Linked DNA regions of Mus musculus: region 1 is linked to region 2. Evidence: chromatin contacts called from public promoter capture Hi-C data. All regions are on one chromosome and are shown on one strand. Each heading gives the region's core, a stretch centred on a gene start, on an enhancer-like site or on the middle of the called end of the contact. The rest is flanking DNA. Distances are from core to core; before and after follow the strand shown. Region 1 overlaps Gm31977 (a long non-coding RNA gene). Region 2 holds the start of Tent2 (terminal nucleotidyltransferase 2).

Region 1 (4,658 bases), core at 760-3,259, 400 kb after region 2:
TGGTTACTCCCACGAGATTTGTGGCATCATTGTCCTAGCATATTTTACAAGCAGGATAGATTAAGAGATCAAAGGTTTTGTGGTTGCTTATGTTCTCTTTTGGTAACCTTCAAAGTACCTTTCCATGTCAAAGACACTATAACACAAAGTGAAGTTTCTATGTAGGCACCAGCTCAACTTCCATGTTCAATGAGTTGTGTGAGCATTGCCTTCAGCAATGGGGCTGTCAGTTTGTGAAGATCAACCTAGTGCTTTGGCAACAGCGTGGGTTAAGAATTTTCATGGGACCCTTCTGGCTAACAACTCAATTGGATGTAACCCAGTCCCAATACTGGAAGCTTTATTTGGTGACAAGAGATAACTGGATGGGACTCCATCTCTCTCATTATTTGGAGATTTTGTTAGGAAACTTCCACTTTGTAGGGAATTTCTACTGAATTAGGTTCCCATACCACCCCTCAAATGTCCCTCAATTCTAGCTGTCTCTTCTCTCATTTGATCCCTTAATCCCATCTCCCCTCCCCATTCCCACCTGCTCCTTCCATTCTTGCCCCCCCCACATCAGTTCCTGTCCAACTATAAAATCTATTCTATTTCCCCTTCCTAGAGAAATTTATATGTCCCTCTAGTCCCTTTCTCTATGCCTAACCTTGCTGGGTATATGGATTATAGCTTGGTTATCATTTATATAATGGCTTATATCTACTTGTATGTATCCACAAGTGAATGCATACCATATTCATCTTTCTGGAGTCTGGGTTATCTCACTCAGGCTGTTTTTTTTTTCTAGTTCCATTTGCTTGCAAATTTCATGATGTCAATTTCTTAACAGGTAATACTCCATTGTGTAAATGTTCCACATTTTCTTTATCCATTCTTCACTTGAGGAACTTCTAGGTTGTTTATAGTCTCTGGCTGTTACGAATAAAGCAGCAACAAATGTGGTTGGCAAGTGTCCTTGTGGTAGGATGGAGCAACCCTTGGGCATATGACCCAGGGTGATAGCTGGATCTTTTTTTAAAAAAGATTTATTTATTTATTATATATAAGTACACTGTAGCTCTTCAGACACTCCAGAATAGGGGAGACTTTTTTGTTTTGTTTTGTTTTGTTTTTATGACAGGGTTTCTCTGTGTAGCCCTGGCTGTCCTGGAATTCACTTTGTAGAACAGGCTGGCCTCGAACTCAGAAATCCACCTGCCTCTGCCTCCCAAGTGCTGGGATGACTTTCATCATGGTGAACTGACTAAATAGGTGTTTCTTCTCTATATTTGAGGATGACTAACTAGTGGACTGCTGTGCCAATCACTCACCTCTCAGCCTTGATGTCTGGCAGACCTGTCTCCTGCCCTTCCTTCCTACGCTGGGGAGCTGACCCTTAAAACTGCAGTGTCCAGCTCCCACATCATTTGGCTTTGGTCAACCAGAATCACAAAAAGATAGGAGCAGGAGAGAAGCCATCTTAGGGTTTCTACTGCTGTGTGAAACAGCATGGCCAAAAACAACTTTGGGAAGAAAGAGTTTGTCTTACATATCCTGAATGGCAGTCCCTTGAGGAAAGCCATGGTAGGAACCCAAATCAGATGGGAACCTGAGGCAGGAGCTGATTCAGGGGCCACAGAGGGGTGCTGCTTACTGGTTACTCCTTTTGACTTTTTAAATCAGATTTTTATAGAACCCAAGACCACCAGCTCAGGGACAGCCCTACCCCCAGTTGGCTACTCTTATCAGCCATTAATTAAGAAAATGCCCTACAGGCTTGCCCACAGCTTGATCTTATGGAGTCATTCTCTCAGTTGGAGTTTCTTCTCAGATGACTGGCTTGTGTCAGTGTAGTGAGTTGAATACTTATGGCCCCCATAGACTCATGTGCTTGAATGCTTGGGGGAGTGGCACTATTAGAAGGTGTATCTTTGTTGGAATAGGTGTGGCCTTGTGGAGGAAGTTTGTAACTGTGGGGGCAGGCTTTGAGGGTTCCTAAGCTCAAGTTATGGCCAGTGTGAGTCTCCTTCTGGCTGCCTTTGGATCAAGATGTAGGACTCTGTGCTCCTCCAGCCCCATGTCTGCCTGCACGCCACAATGCTTCCTGTCATAATGATAATGAACCAAATTTCAGAAACCATAAGCCAGTCCCAATGAAATGTTTTTGTTTATAAGAGTGGATCTTGGTTTCTCTTCACAGCAATAAAACCTGAACTAAGTAAGGCTGACATAAAAACCAGCCAGCACCTCTGTCCCAATCTCATGCTCAGTGGCACCAGCAACAGTAGTTGAATGTCCTTTGTTCTCTAGCATGACAAAGTTCACCTCCCAGCTCTCTGACTAACACACCTCTACGATGCTTCAGCTTTGGGGTGAAAGCCACTTCCTCCTGTCTCCAGTCTGTGGGCTGTCTCAGCTGCCTGTTTCCTCTTTGAGCTTTGTTTATCCTTCTGCAACCACTGCCATAATCACAGTATAGTACTGTACAAACTGTGTACACACTTTGTTCAAAGTATAGCATATGTATGTCATGTCTGAAAGTGCCATCATGAAACCCTACACTTTGTACAGTTAATAAAAAATCCTGGCGAGATGGCTCAGCAGTTAAGAGCACCGACTGCTCTTCCGAAGGTCCTGAGTTCAAATCCCAGCAACCACATGGTGGCTTACAACCATCTGTAATGAGATCTGATGCCCTCTTCTGGTGTGTCTGAAGACAGCTACAGTGTACTTACATATAACAATAAATAAACCTTTAAAAAAAGAAAAAAGAAAAAAATTCTTTCAACTGAGTTGTGTGGTGTGGGTTCTGTTTTCCAGACACAGCTATGAATGATGGAGAGCTTATGACTAGACAAGTCGGGATATGCTAGATGGAGGTGGAAGAAAAGGAAGATTCAGGTTGGATCTCTTTCTCAGATTTTTGGTCTTTGAGACAGGGTTTCTCCGTATAGCCTTGGCTGTCCTGGAACTCACTCTATAGACCAGGCTGGCCTCAAACTCAGAGATCTGCCTGCCTCTGCCTCCCAAGAGCTGGGACAAAGAGGGCGTGCCTCCACCCTCTGGCCTGTTTTCTAGTTTTATTAAACTGGAGACTCATGATAGCCTCTATTCGCCGGGTGGTGGTGGCGCACGCCTTTAATCCCAGCACTTGGGAGGCAGAGACAGGTGGATTTTTGAGTTCGAGGCCAGCCTGGTCTACAAAGTGAGTTCCAGGACAGCCAAGACTATACAGAGAAACCCTGTCTCGAAAAACCAAAAAAAAAAAAAAAAAAAAAAAAAAAAAAAAAAAAAAAAGATAGCCTCTATTCCTCTTGATGTCTTTTCATCTGTCTTTTACAAGGCTTGTCACAGTAATTCTAAAAGCCATGTAGCCCATGCCTGCCTTGGTCATTGTTTTATTTCTGTGAAGAGCCACCACCAAGCCAACTCTTAGGAAAGAAAACCTTTAACTGGGACTTGTTTACAGTTTCAGAGGTTTAGTCCATTATCATCATGGTGGGAAGCATGGTAGCATGCAGGCAGACATTGGACCAGCAGCTGAAAACTACATCCTGACCCATGGCGGGGAGGGAGAGAGAGAGAGAGAGAGAGAGAGAGAGAGAGAGAGAGAGAGAGAGAGAGAGAGAGAGACTGGGGGGCCTGGGTCTGGAACCTCAAAGCCTGGCCCCAGTGACACACTGCCTCACCCCCTAATTCTTCTAACCTTATGGATGAGTTCCACTCCCTGGTGATTATGCATTCAATTATATGAGCTTATGGGAGCCATCCGTATTCAAACCACTACAATGCCTTCTTAAAGCATTCCAAAATCCCATCTTATCTAGAATAAGAGCTAAACATCTACCTGGGCACTATGCAAACTCCAGCAATTCTCATCATGTGAGTGATGTGAGTGGCGCCCCCTTTGGGGTCGAATATCAGATATTTACACTACAATTCATAACAGTAGCAAAATTACAGTTATGAATAGCAACAAAATAATGATATGGTTGGGGGTCAGCACAACATGGGAAGCTGTATTAAAGGGTTGTAGCATTAGGAAGGTTGAGACCCCCTAGGTTACTCCATCTAGTGTGTTCTTCATTATATTTACCATGATCTAAACTTACATCTTCTTTCAACCCAAAGGTTGAGAGCAGACAGCTTTCTTATGCTCACTTTCTATTCCTTTCATTCTGGCATCTAGTAAAGAGTCGGTCATCTTTTTTGTTTGTTTGTGTTTTGAGGAAGGGTTTTCCTTTATAGCCATAGCTCTCTTGGGACTCATTTTGTAGACCAGGCTAACCTTGAACTCAGGGATTCCCCTGCTTTTGCCTCCCGAGTGTCGGGGTTAAAGGCATCCACCCCCACACCTGGATAGTGTCAGGGGTCTTCTGAGGATGTCATAGCTAATGGTTGGTGGATATATAAACAACCCTTAGCCATTTCAAAGTGTTCATTGGCAAATCGTTTTTAATACTATAATAAATATTTTGTTTATTACTTTATAATTTTTATAATTCTGCTTCTGTAACATCTCTTTTAATTTTTTGCCCTGCTCCATCCCCCCCCTTCATTTTTCATGATAGTTGATACCTGTTTCTCAAAAAGAACTTCTGCCTTCTATTCTTCACAGAAAGTTAACCACTCTCTCAAGTTTTGTGCTCTCTCCTTTGAGCCTCAGAAGAAGGAAG
Region 2 (5,085 bases), core at 1,117-3,616:
TCTCCCTGTGTAGCCTTGCTGTCTTGGAACTCTAGGCCTGGCTGGCCCTGAACTCACAGAGATCAGCCTGCCTCTGAGAAACAGTCATTCTTCTGGAGTCCTAAAATAAAATACTAGTCAGGTTCTCTCAGGAATCCTGACCCTTAAGCCAAACTTACCTGACAGACTTCAAACAGAACCATTCCTAAGAAAGTTAACCAACAGCATTCTAGGCTTACACCCCCCACCCCCATAGCCTAAACAATCCTCTAGAGATAAGAAAGTTAATCAAAACCCAGAGATTTCAAAACTGTTTTCTAATATACTTCAATGATTGTAATGATATTAAAACAATAATCTACTGCAAAAACACAAAGGAGCCAGGTGTGGTGGCATACAAACCTTTGATCCCATTGCTTAAAAGACAGAGGGAGGCAGATCTCTGTGAGTTCAAGGCCTGCCTGGTCCAAAAACATGGTAAGGTCTAGGCTAGCTAAAGCTATAGAGAGAGATCCTGACTGAATAGCAAAACAAAACACAAGAGATGTTTGTAAAATAGTTTAATGAAATAAGATCAAGTGAAACTATCATCACTATATCAGAACTTCATAAAATTTTAACCATTTTCGTTATAGTCTTTAAAAAGCTTCCCCCACTAGAGACTACCTGTAAGTTATTTCACATTTTCTGTAGTAGTATGACTAAATTTTATAGTAACATCCAGAAATAGATAGTATCCTACTTTTCATATCTTAAAAGTTACTGGCTTTTAAATCTGTACAAAACAATAAAATAGGATAATCTAGGTAAAATGTGTACTGTTTTTAAAAAGCATTGTACTACTTCTTGCCTTGAGAAAAGAACCTTAAAGACTGTTTTGTCTAATATGCTTAAATCAAGGCAAGATTAATACAGGTTTATGTGTAAATGAAGACACGAGACAAGACAGTAACAGAGTATTTCTAGTGATAACAGTATTTGGTCTCTTAATTTGCAACTGGAATTAACTTTAGTCAAATTGATCTCAACAAGAAGTTATAGACTACTCAAGTTTACATAACTGTCTCTTCACCAAGATTCCTGAGAAAGTAGCAATTTCCTACAAGAACTGCATGGCTTAATCAAGTTATGTGTGCACTCTAAGTGTCTTGGATCAGTTCTTTGTTCTACAACACAAGTGTAACTCCCAGATCCTGCTCAGCATGCACTGTCAAAACCACCTTCAGGCTCTGAACAGAGCATTCTTTTTATTAAAAATTAAATTCCATCTAAGAGTTTCACAGAGTCTGTGTATTTCTCGAACACATACAATTGGGGCAATTCACACCAACCAGTGTTTCTATTACAGGTTACTAATCAGTACAGATTAACCGTGTTAATAGCTGTTAACACAGCAAAGCCCTATAGTACTAAACTATGTACTATGATGGTAGTGTGACTTCACAAAAACCATACGCTAAACACGTTAAATTTCCAATCCTGTTTGACCTGCACAATTTTTCCTCTTCCTCTTATCAACAAACTAATTACTTTAAACAACGCTCAAATAGGGCAAAACAAGAAACTTAAATCACAGATACCAGGAAACACATTGCCCCTTGTGTTCTTAAGCAGTTAAAGAAAGGAGAGCCCAACCACAAATATGACTAGGAAAAGTGAATTCGACCATCAGCCAGTCCTGACCTGACTGAGATGACTCCATGCTGTTTAATTGTCTCAGAGATAAATGCCTTCCACAAGAGTTCGTTAATTTAGACATTTACCTTGGGTCTCCACTGCCTTTTGGAACTCCAAGAGGGAGTATCAAGACAGTCTTACTCTTTCGGTCTAGGGAGTGAGGAGAGGGCGGGAGGCGACATGAGAACTAGCGAGAAGACAGATCAGAGAAAGGCCAACATTCTTCCCAAAGTCCGGCGGCCTGGGAACGCCCCTAATCCAGGGAGCTCCGGGGGAGCGCCAGGCTCTCCCGCGCAAAACACAGCGCCAGTCTCAGCCAAGTTTCACGCGCCCGGCCGGGGACCGGGGCCTGCACTCGTGCATCCCCACCGAAGCCCTGAAACTCACCGGCGTCCACGCCGAAGGGCCGAGCGGGGCCCAGCGGCACTGCCCGCCAACACGCTCCCAGGCCGGAGCTGCCGCCCGAGCAGGCAGAGGTAGGAGCAGCCAGCGGCCCGGCGCAGCGAGGCCCAGCTCGGGCGGGCAGGGCGGCGGAGAGTCACGAGCCTAAGGCCAGGCCCGCGCGGCCGTGGAAGGCTGGGGGTGGCGACAACAAAAAGAAAGGGGGGTGGGGGAGGAAAAAAAAAAAAAGGCGGAAGACTAAAAAGTCGCCGAAAAGGCGGCGTAGACAACCCTGTCACAGGACCCGGAAGATCAACGTGACCCCGGAAAGGAATCATCAGCGGGAGCGAAAGGTCAGACTTCCGGCAGCCGACACTGGAGAGCGCGTTTGCTGAGCTGCGCAGGCGCACAGCCCCACCCTGGTCCAGCCAGGGAGTCTGCGGCGGCTGCTGAGATGGTGGCGAGGGAAGGTACAGCCCGGCCCTTCCGCAGGGCAGTAGGCCACCCCGCTCCGCTGGCGCCGCCTCCTAAGTTACGTGCCGCTGGCCATTTCCAGGAGGCCTGTTCTGTCCATGGAGGGCCTTCCAGGAGATATCCAAAACCAACCTTCCCATTGCTGGAAAGATCAGTATGAAATCGTGGGTGATGTTCTCCTCAACAACAAACAAACAAAAACAGTTTCTTGGAGACAAAATCATGCCTCTAAGGCCCCCAAAACCACCCACACATTACCCTGCCCTAGCTCGCACTCACTTGTCTAACAAATACCCACCATTGTTTCTCATTGAGAGAACTTTAGTATCTGGTGAAACTGTCTAAACTGCTTGATTTATTGATGAATATCTGTAAACAATAGCCCTGTTTTGTCCCCGTAGAATCTGACCGTTCCCAATCCCGAAAGTAATGATTTGTTTACTGCTTTTTGGTTTTCTTGTTATTTATTCTGGGTTTTTTTCCCCCATTGTTTTTAGTTTGGTTGTTTTTTTGTTTTTGTTTTGTTTTTGTTTTGTCGGGACAGGGTTTCTCTGTATAGCCCTGGCTGTCCTGGAACTCACTTTGTAGACCAGGCTGGCCTCGAACTCAATAGTTATTCAATTTTTAATTTTTCTACCTTAATTCACAAACTGAGGTCATTTCTGTGATAATACTTAGAGTCGTTTGATAACTTACTATATGAATAATAACTTAACTGAATCCCACTTATTTCGATAAAGAGTTTTCGTTTCACTTGACTTGCAAAGTCTTTATAAATTATATTTGAATCATTTAAATAATTTTTTAAAAAACTTGTCACGTGCTTCCGAGTATCATCTGATGTGGTAAATGTTAATTGTGCTTTGGTAATAAAGTATGTTCAGTTATTGTGTAGAGTATTTTATAAATGTCAGTTAAGTTGATCTTCAACATGGCTCTGGTTTCCTGTCTTGCTTGTCTTTTCGGGCATAAAAAGGGCATATAAGAAGGCTAGGGCCAAGACAGGTGTGGTGGTGCACGCCTTTAATCCCAGCACTTGGGAGGCAGAGGCAGGCGGATTTCTGAGTTCAAGGCCAGCCTGGGCTACAGAGTGAGTTCCAGGACAGCCAGGGCTACACAGAGAAACCTTATCTCGAAAAACCTAAAACAAACAAACAAAAATGTCAGCCTATCATGTATGAGTCTCTGGGTTCAATACCCAGCACTGAAAAAGTACTGAAATATGGCTATAATTATGGCTCATTCTCTATTTCTTTTCTGTCTGTCAGCTGCTACTGCCCTTATTTATCACCCGCCAGAGAAAGTTTTTATTGTTATGGAAAGATCTACATTGTAAACTGACCTACTTTTTGCTGTTATTATTACTCTGAAGTACGTTCTTTCTGAGCATAATGCAGGTATTCCAGCTTTATGGTGGATAGTATTCATGTGCATTTTAAAAGGGAGACTGTATTTATGAATTTTCTCCTCACTCTAACCAAAATATCTGATAGAAAGGTTTCAGTTGGCTCATGGCTTCAGAAATTTCAGTGCAGTGTAGCTAGGAAGTCATGAAAGAGTTCACCACAGCCAACAGCATGCTCACACCTGCCCAGTACCAAACTGATTCATCTTCACGAACTTCTATACAATTAGAATGGCTGTTTTAAACCATGAAGCTCCACTTAGGACTTCACATTTCCACTACCAATTACATTGTATACACTTCACCACCACATACACATTAAAGAGTTTTTTAAACTTAAAAAAAAAAACTATGACAGAATTGGCTCACAAATATGAAACACCAATAACTACTTTTAAAACTGTTCAACATCCCTAGTTATCAGAGAACTGTAAATTAAAATTACTTTGAATAAGTTAATTCTCACTCCAGACAGAATGCTATCATCAAGAAATCTGACAATAAATGTAGAAGAGGATGGAGGGTGAAAAAAAAAAACCTTACCCTGGTGGCAAAGCAAATCAATGAGCCAGTATGAAACTCAGTTGTGGGGGGCTGGAGAGATGGCTCAGTGGTTATGAAAGAAAATAAAACTTGAGACCTGTGATTTTTTTTTTTTTTTTTTTTTTTTGGTTCTTCGAGACAGGGTTTCTCTGTATAGCCCTGGCTGTCCTGGAACTCACTTTGTAGACCAGGCTGGCCTCGAACTCAGAAATCCGCCTGCCTCTGCCTCCCAAGTGCTGGGATTAAAGGCGTGTGCCACCACACCCAGCTTATAATCATTAAAAGAAAATTTTATTTTATTAGTCAGGGTTCTCTAGAGAAACAGCACTGATAGAATAAAAAATATATGCATGTATATGAATACACACACACACACACACATATTTGAGATTTATTAGAGTGGCTTACAGTCAGTGGCCTGATTATTCCAAGAATAGCTGTCTCCTGGCAGAAGAATCCAGTAGTTGCTGAGCCCACCATGTCTCAGATCGTTTTCAGTGTGTGATAGAAGGAGGTTGTAATGCCAGTGAAGGAATCAACTTGAAAACAAGAATAAGGGGAACTAGGCATAGAAAGCAAGTTTCTTTTTCCATATCATTTATATAGGCTGCCACTAAAAGATATAG

The links. Promoter capture Hi-C pulls out the DNA fragments that hold promoters and counts their contacts.
Region 1: a contact with region 2 is called in a promoter capture Hi-C map of hematopoietic stem and progenitor cells, with 2.9 times the contacts expected there. The contact joins the enhancer-like site here to the promoter of Tent2 in region 2. A contact is called at or near these places in 3 of 39 promoter capture datasets (cranial neural crest, hematopoietic stem and progenitor cells and hippocampal neurons), 1 of 15 datasets of contacts at CTCF or cohesin (the NIH/3T3 cell line), 10 of 115 datasets of contacts at active chromatin or transcription factors (the SCID.adh cell line, T-cell acute lymphoblastic leukemia, astrocytes and 7 more) and 1 of 9 other capture datasets (pancreatic islet).

Annotation. Positions count from the first base shown.
Region 1 is chr13:93,591,157-93,595,814 of GRCm38.p6, forward strand. Gm31977 (a long non-coding RNA gene) reads right to left here. Exons shown (of 4, transcript XR_873809.1): 4 at 4,567-4,658. Among named protein-coding and RNA genes, the nearest start is that of Gm31977, 4.9 kb to the right of the region's middle. Within about 2 kb of position 2,010, at least 45 of the 459 cell types and tissues checked have an H3K27ac peak or open chromatin away from gene starts, as enhancers often do. A contact at or near this core is called in T-cell acute lymphoblastic leukemia, hematopoietic stem and progenitor cells and memory CD8 T cells, where this site is marked.
Region 2 is chr13:93,190,051-93,195,135 of GRCm38.p6, forward strand. Tent2 (terminal nucleotidyltransferase 2) reads right to left here and starts at 2,367. Exons shown (of 15, transcript NM_133905.3): 1 at 2,044-2,367.